Regions from separate parts of the Mus musculus genome. Here region 1 is linked to region 2. The links are chromatin contacts, called in public HiChIP or PLAC-seq maps. All regions are on one chromosome and are shown on one strand. Each heading gives the region's core, a stretch centred on a gene start, on an enhancer-like site or on the middle of the called end of the contact. The rest is flanking DNA. Distances are from core to core; before and after follow the strand shown. Region 1 overlaps Lsm14a (LSM14A mRNA processing body assembly factor). Region 2 holds the start of Uba2 (ubiquitin-like modifier activating enzyme 2).

Region 1 (4,859 bases), core at 325-2,824, 180 kb before region 2:
CCGAGCAGGTTGGCTCTTGAGTCACTGCTCTTAATATAGGTTTGTAGGGAACTCACTTGGCTCCTGTCTTCTTTGTAAGGCGTGCTCTCGAGAACCATCGGGTATATTAGCATTCACCAACAGCTGTGGGAGAACTCTGTGGCTCTACGCAGTGTTTTTGTGTACAGTCTATCCAGTGAAAGAGGCCAGTTAATAAGGAAGCATTGCAGCTATCTTATTAAAGGGTCCTAGTTTATTGTCAAGGAAAGAAAATAGAAAAGGGCAAAATCCTGTTATACAGAGAGCCACTGATAATAACAAAAGACAGTTGCAAAAATTTGCTGATAGGAGTTTTGTTGTCCAGTTTTTAAAACCAGCCATTGTTGAGGGTCTATGTGGAAGGACGTTGGTATTCGTGGCTTTGGGACCAGCTATGTTGATTTTAATATCTTGGATATTGTGCCCAGCCACACAATTACAAGACCCCTTCAGAGCTCAGAGCTCCTCACATCATGGACTGCTCTTGCTTATCTGGTGTCTTAGAGTTACCAGTGACCCCAGCATAGCTCAGTAGTTCTTCCTCAAGTGGAGTACTTGACACTGATGATTAGCCACTGACTTGGGGTTTGTCTTTCCTTCATTCCTTTCTCTCTTTTTCCTTTTGAGACAGGGTCTTCCTGTGTAGCCCTGGATGTCCTGAAACTCATTATGTAGACCAGGCTGGCCTCAAACTCACAGACCCCAGACTCTGTGACTAAAGCTGTATGACACCCTGTCTAGCCTTAATTTCTTTAATACTCTTCGATTTTGTCTGAAACATTCTATATGTCGTTTCATGATCTGTTTCTCTCTCCTCATCAGAAATCTAGTATTGTGTCTAGTCCTGTTGACTGTGGGGCCACCCTCTGCAGCCTTGTGCGTTTTTGAGTGCCCACAATATTCTTATCTAGAGTTGTGTTTGTTTGTTTGTTTGTTTTTTCTCTTTCTAACTTACAATTTCCTCCCTCCCTTCCTTCCTTGCTTCCTTCCTTCCACCTAATGCTGCCTAGAATGTTTAGGGATTGGTAGAAGGTATCTTACACACAAAGTCAGAATCCCAGTAGCCAAGGCTGGCCTCAAATTTCTGTGTAGTTGAAGGTGATCATGAACTTCTGATCTTCTTGCCTCTGCCTCCCAAGTGCTGGAGTTATACGTGTGGGCCACCATACCTGAGTTTTGTGTGATAGGGATTGAGCTCAGGGTCTCACGAATGCTAGGCAAGCACTCTTTCAACTGAGCTATACCCCAGTCTTCAGTATTCTTGAGAGAGAAGGTGAGTGTGAGCTGCTGTGTGTATGCTGGTGTGCTCACAGTCACCCATGTGTGCTTTCTTGCTCAGATACTTTCACTCCCTCTTCTGTGAGTTTGCCTACTTGTTGTTTTGTCTCACATATTGCTTCTGCCGTATATTTCTTGGGTCCCACCTACTTTGTGTCCTTAGACTGACCTTGCCCCTTTTCTGGGTTGTTCTGGGTAAACCATTCATATGTGACCACCTCACTACATCCATTAATTTGGAATGCCAACTATATGACGCCCACAGATGAAATTCCTGACAAGTAGTTTATGACAGGAAGGGTTCCAGGGAACGACCCACCCAGGGAGGGAAGGCACAGCAGTGGGTGCTTGAGGAGGCTGCTCACACGACACCAGCAGCTGGGAAGTAAAGACAGTTGAGTGCTGCTGCTCAGGTCTTCCTCTTCTCAGTTCAGGACCCCAAGCCCGTATTCATTCTCACCCCCAGCCTCAATCCTGTCAAACAGACAATCAGGATTAGCCATCACACCTAAACTCCCTTAGACATTTACAGTGATTCTCATTGTGAAACGAGAAGCTTTGTCCTGGAGCACTGAACTCTTTTCTAAAGCATTATGTCCTGCTAAACCCCCGGAGTGGAAGTTGCTGCTCTGGGCAGCCTTACTAAGATCAGCTGGTTTAGTGTATGAGCACTGACTGGTGTGAGTGTCAGTAAGAAAGGGGATGTCTGGATTGGGATATGAGTGTAGTCAACTTCTTTCTCATATGCTACTGTTAAGTAGTTTCAGTGACTGTGGTGGGTAATACATTTGAGTCTTATATTCAGTCAGAGATCCTGAGACAATGAGGAATTTGGAATGGAGACTGGAGGTGACTCAGTTTGGTTACCAACACCCATGTCATATCTGCCTGTAACTCCAGTGCCAGGCAGTCCTCTGGCTTCCACAGGCATGCATACACAGAGAGACAAATGATATATATGGAGGTTTTTTTGTTTCTGTTTTTAAATTTGGGCGGGTGTGGGAAGAATCTGAAATGACTCAGTCTCTTTCCTTCCCCTTTTATTTTCTTCTCCCTCCCTTACCCCCTTTCTCTCCCTGTCTTTCTCCTATCTTTTTTTTTAACCTTTCAGAAAACCACGGCTTTTGGACCCTAAAAGGTCTGGATTGGTCATACTGCTTTCTGAAAGGTAAAAAAAGAAAAGAAAGAAAGAAATTGGGAGGTGTGAAGGTTGGTTTGGTGGGGACAGAGGGCTATCTTTAGTTTGGTACTTGTTTCTAGACCAGCTTGTACGTTGCCATGTGTGTTTCAGTTTAAAGTAACAGAACACACAGTTTGGTATTGTACCCTCAGAGGAAGTTTTTCAACTAGGAAGTAGCTGACCTCCTGTAACTGGGATGTACATCTGTAAAAATTAGATGTGGTACAGGGTGTGGTTGTACACACCTTTAATCCCAACAGTTGGGAGGCAGAGGCAGAAGAATTTCTGAATTCCAGGTCAGCCAGGGCAGTTACACAGAAAAACCCTGTCTCTTGGGGAGGCGGGGGGTGGGGGGGATAGGTATGGCCATCATTCTGTGTATGAGGGGGATTGGCTCCAAAATCCCTATAAATCCCAAAATCCATTCATGCTCAAGTCCCTAGATACTGTATTTACATAGAACCCATCATATCCTCTTACCTGTTTGTGGACGCTAGGGATTGAACATGGAGCTTCACTTATGCTCCACAAGCTAAGCTGTATCTAACCTGCAGATGACGTAATACAGCCATGCAGGGTGATAGTATGCAGATAGTTATTATAACCTGCAGATGACTTGTAATACAGCCATGCAGGGTGATAGTATGCAGATAGTTATTATAACCTGCAGATGATGTAATACAGCCATGCAGGGTGATAGTATGCAGATAGTGGTTAGACCCTAAAGAGCATAAGTACAAAGAGATTTCAACATGTTTCCTACACATGTAGACACATAAACACTCATGTGTAGTTTTTATCCACACCTGAAAAGATAAAGGGAATGAATGGACTATGTAGTAACTGCGTGTCTGAGAGGAAACAGAAGTCCCTGGCTACAAAGTAAACTTTGAGTTTAGGGTTGATCTCACTGGAACCTCCTTCAGAGCTAGTTTGTATTTCTTATTGGTTATGGTGTTTAATTTTCCCAGTTAAAATTGTTTTTCAAACTTATTTCAAATTTAAGAGTTTTGTTTTGTTTTTTAATTTTTATTAGCTTACAAAGATTTTTTTTTAAGGCCTGATCTTATATGGCTTAAAATGGCCTAGAGCTTGCTGTGTAACAAAGGATGACTGAATTTTTCTCTTGACTACATGTCCATAGAGGCATGCGCCACCACAACTTACATGATGGTGGAGATAAAGCCAAGGGCTTCCTGCATGCTAGGTTAAGGCTTGCGAAGTAAGGTACATCTTAACCCTTTAGGAGGAAGTATTTTGGGGAGGTAGAGATAAAGCTTAACAGTTCAGAGTGCTTGCTGCTCTTGCAGAAGACCCAAGTGTGGGTTCCAGTACTCGTATTGGGCTGCTCGGATCTCTTACACCACCTGTACCTCCAGCTCCAGGGACCCAGTACCTTCTCCTGGCCTCTGCGAAAACAGACATACACACAGATAATACAAGCGAAACAAGCTAAATATATTTTAAAGTTTGTTTTTTTTTTAAATATATTTCAAGTCCAATACTGCTTTCTCCTATCATGCAATTTTAGGGAGAAATACTACTTTACCTTCTGGATTGTTGTATTGCTTGGTAAAAGGTGTCAAAATTTAGGGATTTTATGAAACTTGTTTCAAAAGAGTTTTTGAGTGACCATGTGACAGCTCATGTAACTGTTGTGTTTATAATGTTGGGGCAACCAAAGGTAGTAAGGTCTCCCCGTATTGCAGAGTGGCGTGCCTGCTTGATAGGCCAGCCACTCCTGCAGCCTCTGCTGACTAGGACATACAGAGAGTAAGCAGAGAGTTGAATGTGGACATTAGAGCAGTGCTGCCCAAGAACCAGTAGGACAGTAGGACAGAAATTTTTTCTGTGAAATAAGAGGAAGGGTGTATTAAGGTAACAGAAGTAAACTTAAGCAGACTAAGGAAGAGCCATGGCTTGGAACATGAACTAATACGTCTTTTCCTTTTTAGAAAGACAACAAAGTTGCTGCATAGTCTACAAACAAGTCTTTGAAAATAGGTGACTCCTAGCTCTTCATGGTCCTGGAAAGTGCTTTCAGTCTTTGTGAAGAATGAAGAAGTGAAGTTGCTGTCTTGCCTGTCACCAGCACTGGGTTTTGTCTGTTTTCTGCTTCATTTCAAAGCTACACTGCAGTTGCTTTGGGGCAGGAAGGCTCGTCTTAAAACACAAGTATAAGTGTATGTGGAGTAGCAGATGGTTGTGATTCCTTGTTTAGAGTTGAACTAAAGCCAGCTAAATGGAACTGCTAAGTATTTTTTCATCACTGAAAGGATTTTCTTATCACTAATTAATTGTATTCGGCAATTACTTCCAATTGCCTGCAGATAGGCCGTGATACTGTGTTTTGAGCCACAGAAGGTTTTGTGCGTGTGTGTGT
Region 2 (4,492 bases), core at 1,329-3,828:
TCTGTGTCTGTGTCTGTGTGTATGTGTGTGTTCCTGGGTGGGTGGCTGCGCCCTTGTATTCCTCCAGGAGCCAAAGAGGCATAGCAAATCTCACTGCTACAAAAAAAAAAAAAAAACATCCAGTCCCCTGGAAAGGGTGTCTGTTAGGTTAGCTTCTGGATGAGGCTTTTCAGAGGTGGGGCCATTCTGACAGAAAGCTCAGCCTATATACAGGAGTGATCTCCACCCTGGAAAGGCCCTCTTGTCCTTCCTACACTTGCAGCATCTGGGTAGCAGCCTAAGAAATCCTCTAGGCCAGCCTGGGTGTGGTTGGTGAGCCAATCAGCTGCATAGAAAGACAGTTCAAACAGGATTTTTCTCTGTTTTTTGTCTTTAGAGTTACTGTTTTCTTTGGTAAGCATGAACTGAGAATCAGAACCACAGACAGATGCACAAAGATACCAAATATGGTGGGTTCAGTGGTTAAGAGCACTGACTGCCCTTGCAGAGGACCATGCTTTTTTTTTTTAGCATCGTCAAGGTAGCTTACAACCATCTTGAGTTCTGGTTCCAGGAGGTCTGAAGCCCTCTTCTGACCTCTCCAGGCTCCTGCATGCACATGATGCACACGCACACATAAAAATAAAAGCCAGGTGGAGAGCTGGTGAGATGGCTCAGTGGGTAAGAACACTGACCGCTCTTCTGAAGGTCCTGAGTTCAAATCCCAGCAACCACATGGCGGCTCACAACCACCTGTAATGAGATCTGATGCCATCTCCTGGTGTGTCTGAAGACAGCTACAGTGTACTTATTTATAATAATAAATAAATTTCTGGGCTGGAGCAAGCAGGGATGGAGCGAGCAGGGCTGACAAGAGTGAGCAGAGGTCCTAAATTCAATTCCCCAAAACCAGTTGAAGGCTCACAATTATCTGTACAGCTACAGTATATACACATACATAAAGTAAATAAATAAATCTTAAAACAAAACAAAACAAAACAAAACTGTTGGGCGGTGGTGGTGCATGCCTTTAATCCCAGCACTTGGGAGGCAGAGACAGGCGGATTTCTGAGTTTGAGGCCAGCCTGGTCTACAAAGTGAGTTCCAGGACAGCCAGGACTATACAGAGAAACCCTGTCTCGATGAAAACAAACAAACAAACAAAACCCTAGGTGGAAAGTGATAGAGTATGATACCCAGAATTCTCCTCTAGCCTGCAGCTGCCAGTGGCCATGGGTTACTGGGTTCCTGAAAGGAAAGCTGGGGATGGATGGGAAGGATGACTAGAGAAATAACAAGCCAAGGCAAAGTTCTCTGAACAAGGCTCAATATAGTCTTAAATTTAAAGGGGGGAGACCCATCCCCCACTTTGTCAGGATCACCTCAGGAAAGCAAGCTCAGCTGTTCTGCAGGTAGCTTCTTGCAGGAAGCTGCAGATGTGGCAGACAAAAGACTTCACCTAGGTCAGAAGACTCCACCCTGGGTGGGCTAGCCTACTGTGGCAGAAACCGGTCTGATTCAGCCAGCTCAAGGCTGGGGGGAAGGGCACACTAGCCTCCACATGTAGTGTGTGTACATGTGGCAGACACACAGGAAACAGTCTCATAACTGATGCTGACTGTACCGGAGTCAGCGTGAATCAGAGAACTTCTTTACAGTCAGTTCCAAGACAGAAAAGTAGAGGAAAATTAGTGTTTCTGTGACCTGATTTCCATCTGAGGCATTCTAGCTCCATGGCTTATCCTCAGAGTGTTACCAGCCATGAATGATTGACAAACAATGGTCAACAGAAGCAAGAGCGTTAGCAGTCATGAGTGGTTGACAAAAGCCACAGTATATTTCATCAATTTGGTGGGTGCAAAAATAATAGCAGTTTTTGCATTGCTGAAAATTTTAATATTGGAATATAGTTGTAAGGTTTATTGTTATTTTTTGTTATGTGTATGAGAATGTATTTGTGAGGATGTAAGCAGTATGTGTGTCTGTTTTCCTGCTGAGGCCAGAAGAGTGTGTTAGATCCCTAGTAGGTGGAGTTACAGGTAGTGTTGAGCTGCCTAATATGAATGCTGACAGCTGAACTCAGGTCCTCTGCAGTAGCAGTATGTGCGCTTAACCTCTGGGCCATCGGTCCAGCTCATGGAGTATATTGATAAATGTGGCTATGTTGTATGTCGTTTAATATGTGTTTCCTGCTTTTTTTTCTTTCTTTCTTTTGTTTTTTCGAGACAGGGTTTCTTCTCTGTGTAGCCCTGGCTGTCCTGGAACTCACTCTGTAGACCATGCTGGCCTCGAACTCAGAAATCCTCCTCGTGTGCCACCACTTCCCGGCCGGGTCATAGCTTTTTTAACCTTTAAATAAAGAGCTTTTGTTGGGAATTCAAACCGAGGTCTTTAGAAGGTGACCCTAGGCATCTCAGGCTGAGAGCTGGTTTGTGTTCCTCTGGAATTGTGTGAGAAGTAATCCCAGGACTCAGGGTGTCGCCTGAGCCCATCCCGGGGCGGGATGGCGGCCGCACTGCGCAGGAGCGGAAGCTGCGCTGCCCTTCCCCCACCGACTTCCGGCTGCCGCTCTGGTTCTCCCGCCTCCGACTGTGAGGCGGCTCGTAGACGTCCCGCCATGGCACTGTCGCGGGGGTTGCCCCGGGAGCTGGCCGAGGCGGTGTCCGGCGGCCGGGTGCTGGTGGTTGGCGCGGGTGGGATCGGCTGTGAGCTGCTCAAGAACCTGGTGCTCACTGGCTTCTCCCACATCGACCTGGTGAGGCCCGGGCTCCGGGTGAATGGCGGTCTGCCTGCGGGGCCCGGTTCCGGGCGGGAGTCAGGGCGGCGCGGCCCGAGAGGCCTGGGGTTAGGATCACCGTGCGGGAAGCGGGTTGGTGGGACGCGGGACTCCGGCTCTCCGGACCTCCTGTTCGCGGCCCTCGGCTCCCTGGGCCTGCGCGCGCCGCCTCCCGAGGCAGTTTCCCCAGTTACACTGGGATGCAAGAAGAGACCCTGTAGATGCTGTGACTTTAATTCAAATATTCTCCAACTTAAAATAACGATCCCGCGGCCGAGCGGTTTGCAGCCACCAGCCACAGCACGCCGGGCGTGCACACGTGCATTCATTCCCGAGTCTGCCACCGGCCCTCAGGTTGCAAGTGCTGTCTGCATCCCGTTTTATTTTTAACAGATGAGGAAAGTGAGACGCTATGAGGTTGAGTAACTTACCCTGGGGGCACGCCGTAAGTGGCTGGTTAGACTCCTTGGGGCTCGCGCTCCTCTGGTCTGGGCATCGTGCAGATCCGTGTTTATGTCATTATAGATACTCCCTGGGGTTTGCAGGATTGGGTGACAGACTGTAATCCGTGCATCGAGAGACTGTAGAACTGGAAGTTTGAGGTCCGCTTGGGCTACGTAGCAACATCTTACCCAAGAAATTAAAAAAAAATTTTTTTTTTTGGTTGTCAGGATTCTTAAGTTTTGCGTTAGCGTAATGTGCAATGACAGGAAACCCCTGTAATTTGTGAATGTGTTGGAGATATTATATGAACCTTGGATGTGAATTGAAGATGCCTTAAGGTTTAACAGAAACACGGGATGAAATTGCAGGTGTCAGGGTTTCAGCTGAGGCAGAATTGGAGGGAAACATTCTTCATTGGTCAGGCTTCACACCCAGTTTTGGTCCATAGAAAATAGTATAATCCATAATATGCTAGTGACGCTTGATGCTATTTTAAGAGTAGATTTTTCAATAGACAGGAGTGAATTGAAAAAGTAAATGCTTGTTCTCTGTTTTAATTTTCTTTGGTTAAATTTTTATAGTGAACTTTGAAGTACAAATGAATATTTCAATGATTATGTTCCATAATTTTCCCATACTACTCTAAACTTTAGAATGTTTGATGATGAGAACATTTTGTTGCTTATGTAAGTTTGTTGAAATAGAATGTAAATGATGTTAATTCTTTTCCCCTTTAAAGTAGCAATTAGATTAAAATTTAATTTTACTTTAAACTTTTTCCTTTATTTTACGTGTATGGGCCATTTGCCTGCATTGTGTCTGTGCCTGGTGCCCCCAGAGGCCAGAAGGGGGCGTTGGATCCCTGGAGCTGGTGTTAGCAATGGCTGTGACTCACCATGTTGAGCCTGAAAATTGAACCCCTGGTCCTATGCAAGAGCAGCCAGCACTCTTAACTGTTTAGCCATCTACGACGGCTCCTAGACTAGATTTTACTTTACTTATTTATTTTACCATACATAGGGCATTTTCTTCAACAGCCCTCAAGTAATCCTGAGTGAATGTGTAGATAAGGAATTAACGTGAGTGTGGTGGCTTACATCTTTAATTCCAGCACTAGGAGGCAGAGGCAGACTGACCTCTGTATTCTGTATGTTCCAGGCCAGCCTGGTCTACAAAGAGAGTTCCAGGGGATCTGAGGCTGTTACACAGAGAAACCATCTCAAAAAAAAAGAAAGAATGAAAGTAACTAACATGCTCCATATTGCTTAATGAGAAATGACATGGCACGGGAAA

Evidence for each region. HiChIP or PLAC-seq counts read pairs in DNA pulled down with a chosen protein or histone mark.
Region 1: a contact with region 2 is called in an H3K4me3 HiChIP or PLAC-seq map of bone marrow-derived macrophages, with 2.5 times the contacts expected there. The contact joins the enhancer-like site here to the promoter of Uba2 in region 2. A contact is called at or near these places in 2 of 39 promoter capture datasets (embryonic stem cells and liver), 18 of 484 Hi-C or Micro-C datasets (Th1 cells, adipose-derived mesenchymal stem cells, bone marrow-derived macrophages and 10 more), 5 of 115 datasets of contacts at active chromatin or transcription factors (bone marrow-derived macrophages, embryonic stem cells, epiblast stem cells and 1 more) and 3 of 9 other capture datasets (adipose tissue, liver and pancreatic islet).

What each region holds. Positions count from the first base shown.
Region 1 is chr7:34,345,531-34,350,389 of GRCm38.p6, reverse strand. It overlaps Lsm14a (LSM14A mRNA processing body assembly factor), which reads left to right. Exons shown (of 11, transcript NM_025948.3): 10 at 2,408-2,464; 11 at 4,432-4,859. The coding sequence ends at 2,431. Among named protein-coding and RNA genes, the nearest start is that of Garre1, 34 kb to the right of the region's middle. Within about 2 kb of position 1,574, at least 58 of the 459 cell types and tissues checked have an H3K27ac peak or open chromatin away from gene starts, as enhancers often do. A contact at or near this core is called in adipose-derived mesenchymal stem cells, bone marrow-derived macrophages and pancreatic cancer cells, where this site is marked.
Region 2 is chr7:34,166,615-34,171,106 of GRCm38.p6, reverse strand. Uba2 (ubiquitin-like modifier activating enzyme 2) reads left to right here and starts at 2,578. Exons shown (of 17, transcript NM_016682.2): 1 at 2,578-2,734. The coding sequence starts at 2,597.